2 separate regions of the Acanthopagrus latus genome follow, and region 2 is linked to region 1. Evidence: chromatin contacts called from public Hi-C data. All regions are on one chromosome and are shown on one strand. The core of a region is the stretch at or near the end of the contact, and the rest is flanking DNA. Distances in the headings are between cores, read along the strand shown. Region 1 holds the start of pitx3 (pituitary homeobox 3). Region 2 holds the start of LOC119033463 (ras-related protein ORAB-1-like).

Region 1 (5,550 bases), core at 1,913-4,412:
TAGCTCGCTTGCTAACTCTCCAGGATTGTAGACCCTAGCTTTAATATATACAGTATAATGTTGTTCTCAAATGTTTGAATTTTATTTTATTTTATATGCATCACGGAACTCAAGGATAAGCGTGGAAATCCTGAGCAGTGCCCCCGGCCCCACCCGAGAGGCGAGTTTGAATGTCAGTGGACACACTGTCAGACGTCGAGGGTTCCAGTGAGGGGGCCCTGCAGTACCAGGACGAAGTTGCTGCTTACATTGATTACAAAACACCTATGGAGGACTCTTTTGATGTTTTGTCGTGGTGGGGAGAGCACAGTTACTCCTTTCCCATTATTGCTCAGACTGCAAGATTTATCCTCGCCATCCCTGCACCAAGTGCAGCAAGCGAGCGAGACTTCTGTGCTGGATATGTTATTCAGGTGCGGAGGAGCCAACTAAAACCATCAACAGTGGATGGTGTGCTTTTTTTTCCACAGCAATCTAAAACACCACGCCAAACACCAGATATTGTAATTCCCCGGCGTAAGGTAAGCCAAAATTGCCCTCATTTAATCGAAGACGACTAAACCGTGCTACGTCAGGCTCATAATCTGATTGTATAAAATTGAATAGCCTGTGTAGTCTGGTAATGCAGGCTATATTGTTTGTGCACTTTATTAGGAATTGAAAAGGCCTAAACTTTTGGTTCATTTTCATAAGACCGGGCCATGGGCTAAGGTGACTTGGACATTGTCTATTTTAGTCAACACTGTTGATGGTATGTTATTTTATTGTTTTTCATGGCGGTGATAGAAGACTAAATTGTTTGATAGTAGGCAACCATGGAGGCTATTTTGTGTTGATAGCTTATCATTTGCCTTACAGCCATGTCTGGATTATTGTCTGTGTTTGTTGACTGTATTAGTGAGTGAAAAACAATAAGATTTTCATCATGCTTTTCAACTTCAACCTAAGTTTAAGTTGTCTATGGCGTGGCAATCAATGAACATTTCTTAAATGTAGGCCATCTAATGAGTTTTCCTTCGGGTGCAGGTCGGGTGTCGGTATCAATTTATAGCAGGTCGGCTCGGATGCGGAATGTCATTTGTGTTACTGTCGGAAAACAGATCGGATACAAATTTAAGTCTGGCGGGTACGGGTGGATGCGGGTTTTAAAAATAAGACCCGTGCAGGACTCTGGATGGAGGGCTGAAACTGAGAGGGAAAAATTAATTTCACTCCATGGGATCTTCTCATTCATTGTCGATTGTGAATGCAATTCATTCTAGTAGCATAGCATTATATTTTGAAAGATGGGATGTTATGTTACCTGCTCCACATTTGCATAAAGTTATCTCTAGGTTACTTAATGCAAATCAGGGCCATTTGGGACGACGTGGCACCTCCTTAAACTCCTGAAAAAACATAAAAAATAACAACTGCTCTCAAGTCAAAATACAGACAGACTCAGCAACAACATGGTTCATTTCTTGTCTAAAATGTCTTTCAAAACAAAACATAATAATAGAGAAAGTTTCCAAGCCATTTTGGCCCAGTTTGAAATCCCAAAGCAGACGGACCAGTGTTTCTGAAATCACTGCTCCCTACTCACTATAAAGCACTTCTCTGTAGTGAGTTCATCAGTCAAATGAGAAAACACTGTGGGACATTGCTCTGGTCATTTATTTGTTCCTGGTGATGGTATAGTATGTATGTATATAGTATATAGTATATAGTATGTAATGCGGGGTTAGTGACCAGTTGACCGGTTGTACACTACTTTTCACATGGCATTGTGGGATACTTAAATAGGGTAAAATAAAGTACTATACATTCAGACAGCACCACAACTATTATAGTGAACTCACTATAAAGTCCACTTGGTAGTGGGTAGTAAGTGATGTAGGATACAGCCCATGAGTACCGATTGAGTGTTTGTGTAGTTGTCGGTGGTTGCAGCCTGTGTTGGTCAAGTGCACAAAGATGGGAAGTAGTGTGATCCCTCAAGTTCAAAAATGCTCTTGTGGACATGTGCCATTACTCTTAAATGGACGTTTCAACGGCTTACAGCGCCAACACATCATAGACATTTCCACTGCTTTCACTTTTAAAAATGTATTCTCTTTTACAGTTTTTAACTGATGGCTGATCTGCTTAGAGTCACTGACACTTGAATTTGAATTCTTATATTTATGAAGCCTCAGTAGTATTTCAACCTCTTTATTGTGTGCTTGTCAAAGTGAACATTGCTTCCAATGTATTTTAGTTTTCTTTAAAAATGGATTGCTGGATTTCAACTCTCCAGCAGCAGCTCCAGTCCTCTGTCTGTGAACACAGGATGCGTTCAGGCACATCACTGAGTGTAGGTCAGCCATGTTTAGGCAGCGTTTACAGCCCACACAGTCCACAGAGTCACTGTTGTTACATGTGAAAAATGGAAGAGGATCAATGTTAATTACTGCTCACCTGACAGGTACACTGCTCTCATCTCTTCCTTAACTGAGCTCATCTGCTCATTACATTTCAACTGACACCTCCAGCCCAGTAACAGACTAACTTGTACTGGGGTTAGTGCCTGAACTCCAGCTGATAGCACAACTTCATTCGGTGCTCACTCTGCAACTCAAACTTCCTCAGTGCCTCCATTTTTAATGCCATTTCATGTCATCATATCTAGAAACTGCAAATCAGCAGCAACACATATATGTTGAACATTTTCTAGTTCTCTCTGCCTCTCGTACCAATGAACATGTAAGTATCACCACTGGTAATAAAGACGTAACCATATGTTATACCTCAGTGTTTGTCAAAAAGTGTTATATGGAGCTTTGTGTCTGATTGCTCCTCAGGTACTTTCATTTTGCATGCATCAAAACAATTAAATTATGACCTACCATCTGAAAAAAACCATATAGAGCTGCTCTCTGGAGGCTGGAAGGAGAAAGAGATGAAGAGACTGCTTGTAGAGAGAGCCAATGGCAGAGGGAAGCCAGTGTGTGTTTGCACTGAGTAAATTGATGCGTAACGTACATGTGCGCAGAGAAAGAAAGAAAGAAAGAAAGAAAGAAAGAAAGAAAGAAAGAACGCGTGAGTGAGGGAGGGAGGAGGGGAGGGAGGGGGCCGTCCTTTCTATGCTGGACACACATTATTTAGCATGAAGTCACCCCTCTCCTCACCCCCACCCCCTCTATACTCGGTGTGGGGATCAAACCTCAGTCCTCCACAGCCTTCATGTCTGACAGCACAGAGAGGAAGAAGAGGGAGACGGGAACTGACGGACTGACTGACTGACGCCTTTTCTGACTTTTTGACGTACCGAGGAACTTTTTGTCCATGTCACCAGCAAACCTGAGGCCAGGACACCCATCAGCCTGCAGTAAAGCTCTTTGCCTATTCCACGGATTAATTTAATCACACCGGGATTCGATGTAAGTGCAAATGACCGCACTTCACCCCCTCTCTCTTCTCTCGTCTTTTCTTTCTCTTCCTCACACTTTTTGTCTTTGTGAATCTGGAATCCATCCAACGCCTTTTGATTTGTCCCTAAAAAGTTGACAACTCTCTGGCACGGAACAAGTTGCAGCGTCCCATGATACCAGCACAGCCTGATTCTTCATTTATTTAAAGGTTAAAGTACCAAGAATGGGCTTTAAGAGATGTGTGTGTGGCTTGAAACACGCAGAAAAAGGACCATGTGAACAGCAGGAGTTGCGTCTGCTGTGCGTCCACGGAGCAGATCAGGATGCTGATGAGAGGCAACAGCTCAGACAGCGAGACGTATTTAAAAGCACGGGTTACATCTTCCGTTCAGACTAAATGTTCACCGAGATTACGAAATGCAAAAAAAGATCGAAGTCTACAGCCTTGAATTCTCCGTGTGTTCGTGTCGGAGGCCTTCGGGAGGTTCAGGCGTGTTCGCTGTCCTCTGCGGCTCTGGGTTTGTTCTGACACAAGTCCCGCAGCTCGCACAGGCGGCCGCAGGAAACATTTGACCCGTCCGAATGATTTGGAAATGTGGACAAAGTGATTGGCGGCAGGGGGCTGACCGAGCCGCACACCCGACCTCCCGACGCGCGACGCGCACAGACACAAACCCCACAACGCCACGTCAAATATCAAACATGGATATAGAAATATTGTGACGATCATTTTAGTTATTATCGTTTTTATATAAACATTGTAGGTTGATCCTGGACGGCAGAAACACCAGTTTATGTTCCGCTTTGACTACTACAACTAATTATATCAGCCATGACAATACAAACAGTAATACTACCGACTGTACACACAACAACAACAACAACATATATAATAATAATACTAATGATAATTAAATGGAGGCTTTTTTCTGACTCGTATAATTAATAATATTGTAAAGGTGCTGAGGTTGCTGGCGGCCTGTCTGTCTGTCTGTCTGTCTGTCTGTCTGTCTGTCTGTCGGACAGCTGCTTGTTCAGAGGTTCGTTACTCCTGCAAAAATAAATGCAGCAAGAAAAATAGATGGCAGGTTAACTGAAGAGCCACAATGTAGCTTCTTTATCCGTAAGGGTTATTTTAATCTTCATTATTTTAAATAGAAGTATTTTAGAATAGCTAAAGGTCTATTCCGCAGTTGAGAGTGAACCTTTATTTTACTAATGAATTTAGGCTCGTCTCTGAAGCTCGCGCTGCGCGCTTGGCTCTCTGGTTCTCCATCACAGACTGGAGAGGTTTCCTCTGAGAGGCCTTCAGTTAGCCTCCTCTTTTGCATCAGATCTCAGGTCAGGACATATGAAAATAAGATTTGTTTAATCGAAGTTCACGTTTGGCCTCAGGGTACGATGTAAATATTTCTTCTAGCTCCGATCAGCCGACCATGTGGCACAGAGGCGAGAGTGAAGGCCCCGGCCTGCTGGAGGCCAGCGCTGCCCCGCACACACACACACACACACACACACACACACACACACACACACACACACACACACACACACACATTTCATTTTAAAATTAAACAAAAGTCTGTTATTTTTCCCTTTTAGCCAGGAAATTTACTGCAAGTCACCCAACAGGAGCAGATTATTGTTTATGAACGAAGTCGCGTAATTCCATGAAATCGTTGTTAAGCAGCAGACAGCGCGCTGATTTACGATCCGAGCGGAAGCCGCGTCTTTACTTTTCGATGTGTTCAACTCATCTAGTTCCCCTGACTGGAGAGAGACGCTCACCTGACCACACGGCCTCAGCAGAACAATGTGACGGCCTCGTTAAACGGACCATCATCATGAGTTCTGCCTGAGCTCGGAACAGACGATGAATATAAAATGATCATTTCCTTTATTTGGACACTGTGACTGGGCCTGGGTCAGCTCAGACACAGAACCGCAGGTTTACTGTATTAAAGGTTCGCTGTTGATCCGTGGTGGACTTGCTCTCCCCGGCTGTGTGCTGCTGCTCAGGACTGCTCGGCCTCACTCAATCATATGCAAATGGCTGTTATAGGAGGGCAGAAATTAACATCTACAAACATTGGACTGAAATTCCATCTGCCGCTTCTTCGAGGAGGCCCTTAATAAGTTCTCAGACAGCAAAGTGACA
Region 2 (5,657 bases), core at 568-3,067, 820 kb before region 1:
ACCCAGATGATGTCCCACTGACACCATCCAGCCCAGCAGCACTGCAGGGACTCCTGCTCAGCCTGTTACTGTATATCATCTGTAACTGTTTAATATTGTTTTTAATCATAATTGTTTTTGTTAAAAGTGAATAATATTCTGTAAATAGTTATTTATGCTGTAATTTTGTAAATAGTTGTAAATGTTAAGACCTTAATAATTAAAAAAAAAAAAAAATTCAAACTCATGTTCTCCCTGAAAAGTAGAACTTGATGCTGTTTGCTCTTATAAATTGTAAGGTACTTAAAGGTACAGTATGTAAGAATCTAAAGCAACTGGCCATAAAATCATCCTAATATGCCACAGAGACTCAGGAGTATTGTTCATTTAACATACTGAACCCACCAACAACAACAGTACAGCCAAAATATTCATATTAAAAAAAATCTTTTGCAGACTGCAAATCATGTTGATGAATTAAAACCATGTTTTGGCATGTGGCACCAACCACCGCCGTCTACAAATCATTGCAGTCAGTAGAGTCTCAGCTGCAGAGCAACCACAGGTTGCCAGTTACGACTGAGCTACAATGGCGGAGGCAACAAAATCTAAAAGACCTCGTTATGAATCACAAAAATGCCAAGATAAATTTGAGGCAAAGCCAGGGTCTATATTGGAGATGCATCTGAATGGTGGAGACAGCTGAAAGCTGAGAGGAAATTGAAAACGGGTGCAGAATTGGCTACTCTTCTTCTAGACAGGTAAGTTAAGCTTGGCTAACTAAGTTAGCATCATAGCTTGACGGGGATGGACATTTTGAATACTTTGAACTGTCGAGTAATAACGTTATTAATTTTGATCATAGAAACAAACGTTAGCAGCACAGCTAATGCTAGCAGCATTAGCACCATCCTGGTATGCCAACTGCTCTGGCAACCTGGAGTCTGGAGGGGAGGGGGAGGGGGAGGGGGATACCACTTGCCACAGTATTTTGAATTTGAGCGTAGTAAGTGTAGTTTTTGGCCACATTCTTACATATGGTTTAAGTTGTAAATACTGAATGGAATACACAATGTGTAACAATAGAACAATATTTTATTTCATGAATTATATAAAATGAACAATTATGAACAAATAATTTAAAAGGAACTCATAAATTAACTAAATAACAGAAATAATGTAAGGATTGTCCTCTGGAGCAGAGAAGAGCCTCTCCATCCTCTCTGCAGCCTCATGTCCTCCTTCATCCTCCCTCCTCCTCGAAGCAAGAGGCAAAAGAAGGCAGCATTTGGAGCACACTTTGAATTGGGACAGGCTTTGCGCTGTCAGATACTGTCAGATCATAATGACAATTTCAGCAAAATTAACTAAAAAATAGTTACAGACTACAGCTTCAAGTAGCTGGTGAAAAGCACTAAATATACTTAAAGTTGTTTCTAAATAAAATAAGTAATATGCACTTTTCACATTTTAATAGTACTACAATACGTACATTGAAGGAAAAAAAATCAACTTTAGTAAACTTCTTGTTTTTCCTTGTCCAAACAAAATGGGAAAAGCAACTTTTCTGAGCTGTTTTTCCATGTTCCTTTACCAGACTGAATGGGACAGTCATATATACTGCCTATAAACAAGCGCTGACATGACGTAGCAGTCTCCCTGTTCACACCCAGTTTCTACGACAGGTGGTGACACAACCGTGACTCATGATACACGTGAGGTTTCTGTGGTAATGGGAGACGTGTTGAGCGAAGTGCACATTACCTGGATGTTAAATGAACATCCTGGGGACTAATGTGTCAAGTCCGTCAGTTGTACGGATGTGGACGGAAATAATAACTATGGCTTTGTAAATAAAGCCTCACTGTAGAGCACAAGCGAATTGTGCAAAGCTCACGTCGTAGAGGTTTATGTTGAAGTATATGGCCGGAAGTTGTGTCGTGTGGATATTGTTACGGGGCACCAGCCGACTCGTCTTTGCCACGTTTCACTAAATGACGTAATCTCTGCCTGGGATTGACAGTTCGCTGTTGCGGTAGGGACACATATTCAGTGAGAGGCAGAGAAGGGGCTGTTATTCAGACGTGTATTTACATCCCTTGTTTATTGGCTTTACGGCTGTAGAACGAGTAACCAGGCTGTCGTACAGGACGAGGCATTCGCTAAATCAAGCCACATATTTTGTGTCATTCCCGACTTGGCTAACCAGCTGGCTAATGTTAGCTGTTTCCTGGTTGGAGTTGTAGCCATTTTGGTTTTTCGCAGAGAAACAACTAGCCGGTCGTGGTTTTTGGGAACAGTCTAAGCTAGCCACCGCTCCCGTTTTCACAACTAAACAGCGCTGTTTATCTGTAGACAGGGACAAAGACACGGTTCACGAGAGGGGAAACACTGTACAACAAGTCAACAATGAATCCCGAATAGTAAGTATCATATTCATCTACGTTGTGTTACATTTTACCATATGCTAACACGTTAACGTTAGCGTTGGCATACCGTTGAGCTAAGTTAGCGGCTAACATCAGCTGACATTAGCCTTAATGTCCACCTGTATTTGCCTAAGATGCTGTCACCATTTTCCAGGAACATTGGCAGGTGTTGGCGTTAAACATTCTTCAGTCGATCGATGTCTTTTACCAACCGCCGCGTTTTTGCTTTAACGTTACACATAACGAATGCAGCTGTTGGGATAGCAGCTGTAATTTACCTTTACTGCTATTTTCAGTTCGTTTTCGGTTTCAGAGATGCGATGTCAGTAGACAACAAAGGTCCCTTTTTTAATGTTGGCTCGTAACTGTAACGCGATTCGTTATGTATTTGTAATCAACTGTAGTTTTGCGAAAATCAGGTGTTATAGCGATGTCCGTTCGAGTTCAGGTAAACTTATTTCAATCTTGTAAAATTAATAAAAACTAAAATGGCGAGTATTAAACATGATTGGGCAGCAAGGACTCCATTAATTGGATTGTTTGAAAGACGACACCTTATACCGTGTTGCAGGTGTCTGCACTTTAGTCGTTATGACAGGCAGCTTCTTCTTTTCTCCAAGAGAAAACTCTATAGCAGCAGACATTGGTTGTGTAGAAACATGATTTATGCTTAACTTTTTTAAAGTTAAAGTGTAAGTCATATGGTTTAGTAGTGTTGTAGCAGCCTGTCCACAGACTAGTCATGTGTAGTTCACATGCTACAGGACAAGCCTTAGATTTCACCACAGCAGTGTTGAGCAATAGCTTAAGCTTTCTTTCTCTCATAAGTGTTTCCATTCATAAGCATTCACTTAGGTTAGGGTTTTGCCAGTATGACAAGCTGTTAACAGTACTAGTCTTACATTTTAAGAATTGTATGGTCATTGTGATTGTGTCATTACTTTAATTAAACTTGATCTTCTTCTCTGTCAGACTGCCTAATCTTGTAGTAATGAGTCACCTCTTTAGTAGAGACTAGATACTCTTGGCCAATGTCCAAGTTATTTCTCAATGAAAGGTAGTGTGAAAGTGTTGAGGGGGTATCTTTATGCAACATTAGAGTTTAGAGGAGGGCACATTGTTCTGCTGTGGGCGCCACTGCCATTAGGGAGTGCTGTTACCATGTGGCGGTGTACTTGGTCTGCAGTGGTGTTTGGGTGAGTTGCATTTGTCTAAATAACATCACAATGAATATCAGGACACAAGGTTTCCTAGCTGAACATTGCACTCTAACAAGATGATCAAAACTAAGTACACTTCGTCTGTCAGTGGTTTTAAAGTTGTGGTTGATGATGGTTGCATTACAGGCCTGAAGGAATGTTAAATTTGCACAACTTGACCCTTATTAATGGCGTGTTTAGGATTTTAGTGGATACAATGGGTAATAGCCTGGAGTTGGGAGAGTGATTGTAACTGTAATGTGCAGGTTTGAGGTAAGAGGAACATGTTACATTAAGTAGGACACTTTTTCCACTGGTCAGATATCACAATAAAACCCACTAAGATTTGGCCTTTATGTGCAATGGGAATGTGTACACTAGGATTGTCAATGAATATTCTAAATTCAAATATATATTAGAATATTTAAAAAAGAAAAACAGAGATGCGATTGTGAAAATTAATATTCGACTGTGGAAAAAACACATTAGCGGCTGCTTTGTGAGTGGGCACACTGCATGACGGGTCAGGGACAGGTCAGAGGAATCACACTTGCACAGCGTCACTCACTGCTGAAAGTGAGACACGACAAAAACCGTGGCAGATGCAGATGGCGGAGAGAAAAACGTAATGGCAGAAAGTTCAGGGCCAGCCAACTCAGCAGCAGAGGGAGTAGTTTTGACTCCAAGCAACCTAAAAGGCCCTGTTTGGAAATACTTAGGATTTTGGTCAGTAGACGGCAAAAATGCTGAGCGTAGAGATAAAGTTATATGCAAGCTGTGCAAGCTACAGTTAGCTAACCATTCTGCCACCAGCAGCATGAGGTTATCAAATGGTAACTGTACTGTTGTGCGACCCAGAGCCGAGGAGTTTTAAAACCAAGAAACAGCTGATCATAGCAGTCAGTCCATCACTTCATCCACGGACATCAAGATGAGCAACTGGACAGCTGCTGAGATCCAGGAGATGCTAGTGTCTCCCGGATCTCAGCGGCTGTTTGGCTGTGTTAGCTTGTTGTTGTAGCGCAAGCTTCTTTCAAATTACACTTTTGAAACTATCGCTACTCTCAAATTAAAAGCCCCCCGCTAAGAACCCAGCTCTAAACTCCGATAGGTGCGATGTAAAGCTCTTATTTTGAAGACAAATCCGTTGTCACTGTTCACAGACCAACTTCGAGCTTCACGTCACGTCACATGTTTACACCTACCACAGTGGCGGCTTTTTGAAAAGGAGGAATATTACGCCTCTGTTTTAGAAAGGTGCACTGTTCAAAATGGTAAGGCAGTGTTGTTAAAAAATAAAACATTAAAATGAATACAAATTTGAAGTTTGTTCTTTAGAAGGGAAAAAAAAATGTTCAAAATCGTAAATCATGACATGACATTTTTTTATATATATATATATAGATATAGATATAGATATAGATATAGATATATATAGATATAGATATAGATATATATATATATATATAAAAAAACACACACGTAAAACTGTTCACAGTATCTGTTATGGGTCTGGTATTATTGCACATGGTTATTGTATTGTTTATTGTATGTTGTGTTCATGAACAGTCCAGCATGTCTATAGATATAGTTGGGCAGACCTCTCCTCCCTGTCCCTCAGTCTCTCTGTGTCACTGTTCACTAGACAGATATCGTGATATATTGTTTATGATTAAATTGCAATTGATGAAGTAGAGCCCAATGGATATATTGACCTTTGACCTTTGCTTTCGATGCTTACGCTATTTGATCTGCACCAATGTGAAATTATTTTTTTTTTTAATTGTTTTTCAGAACATAATGCAGACAAGGATGCTTGGGGTTGTACTGTGAAATATATTGTTTCTGTGATCACAAGTAGCTAGTAGCAGTCCCTCCCTCCCCCTGGTTGTACAGCAGGACTACCAGGCCACCAAGGGGGAAGACAGGCTAGATCAGGCACTCGGCTGCTGGCCCCCAGATCTTTTTTCTTCTTGTTGTCCAGCAGACGACCAGGGCCAGCGGAGCTGTTGCAGTGGTTTGTGAACTATAGTTTCCTCCCTGGTAAACA

What was found. A called contact is a pair of places that touch in the nucleus more often than the background predicts.
Region 2: a Hi-C map of muscle shows a contact between it and region 1, with 7 times the contacts expected there. The contact joins the promoter of LOC119033463 here to the promoter of pitx3 in region 1. A contact is called at or near these places in 2 of 4 Hi-C or Micro-C datasets (liver and muscle).

What each region holds. Positions count from the first base shown.
Region 1 is chr15:1,050,340-1,055,889 of fAcaLat1.1, reverse strand. pitx3 (pituitary homeobox 3) reads left to right here and starts at 3,162. Exons shown (of 4, transcript XM_037124861.1): 1 at 3,162-3,401.
Region 2 is chr15:1,872,096-1,877,752 of fAcaLat1.1, reverse strand. It overlaps LOC119033463 (ras-related protein ORAB-1-like), which reads left to right and starts at 1,817. Exons shown (of 6, transcript XM_037123597.1): 1 at 1,817-2,402. The coding sequence starts at 2,389. It overlaps LOC119033465 (a long non-coding RNA gene), which reads left to right. Exons shown (of 6, transcript XR_005079253.1): 6 at 1-103.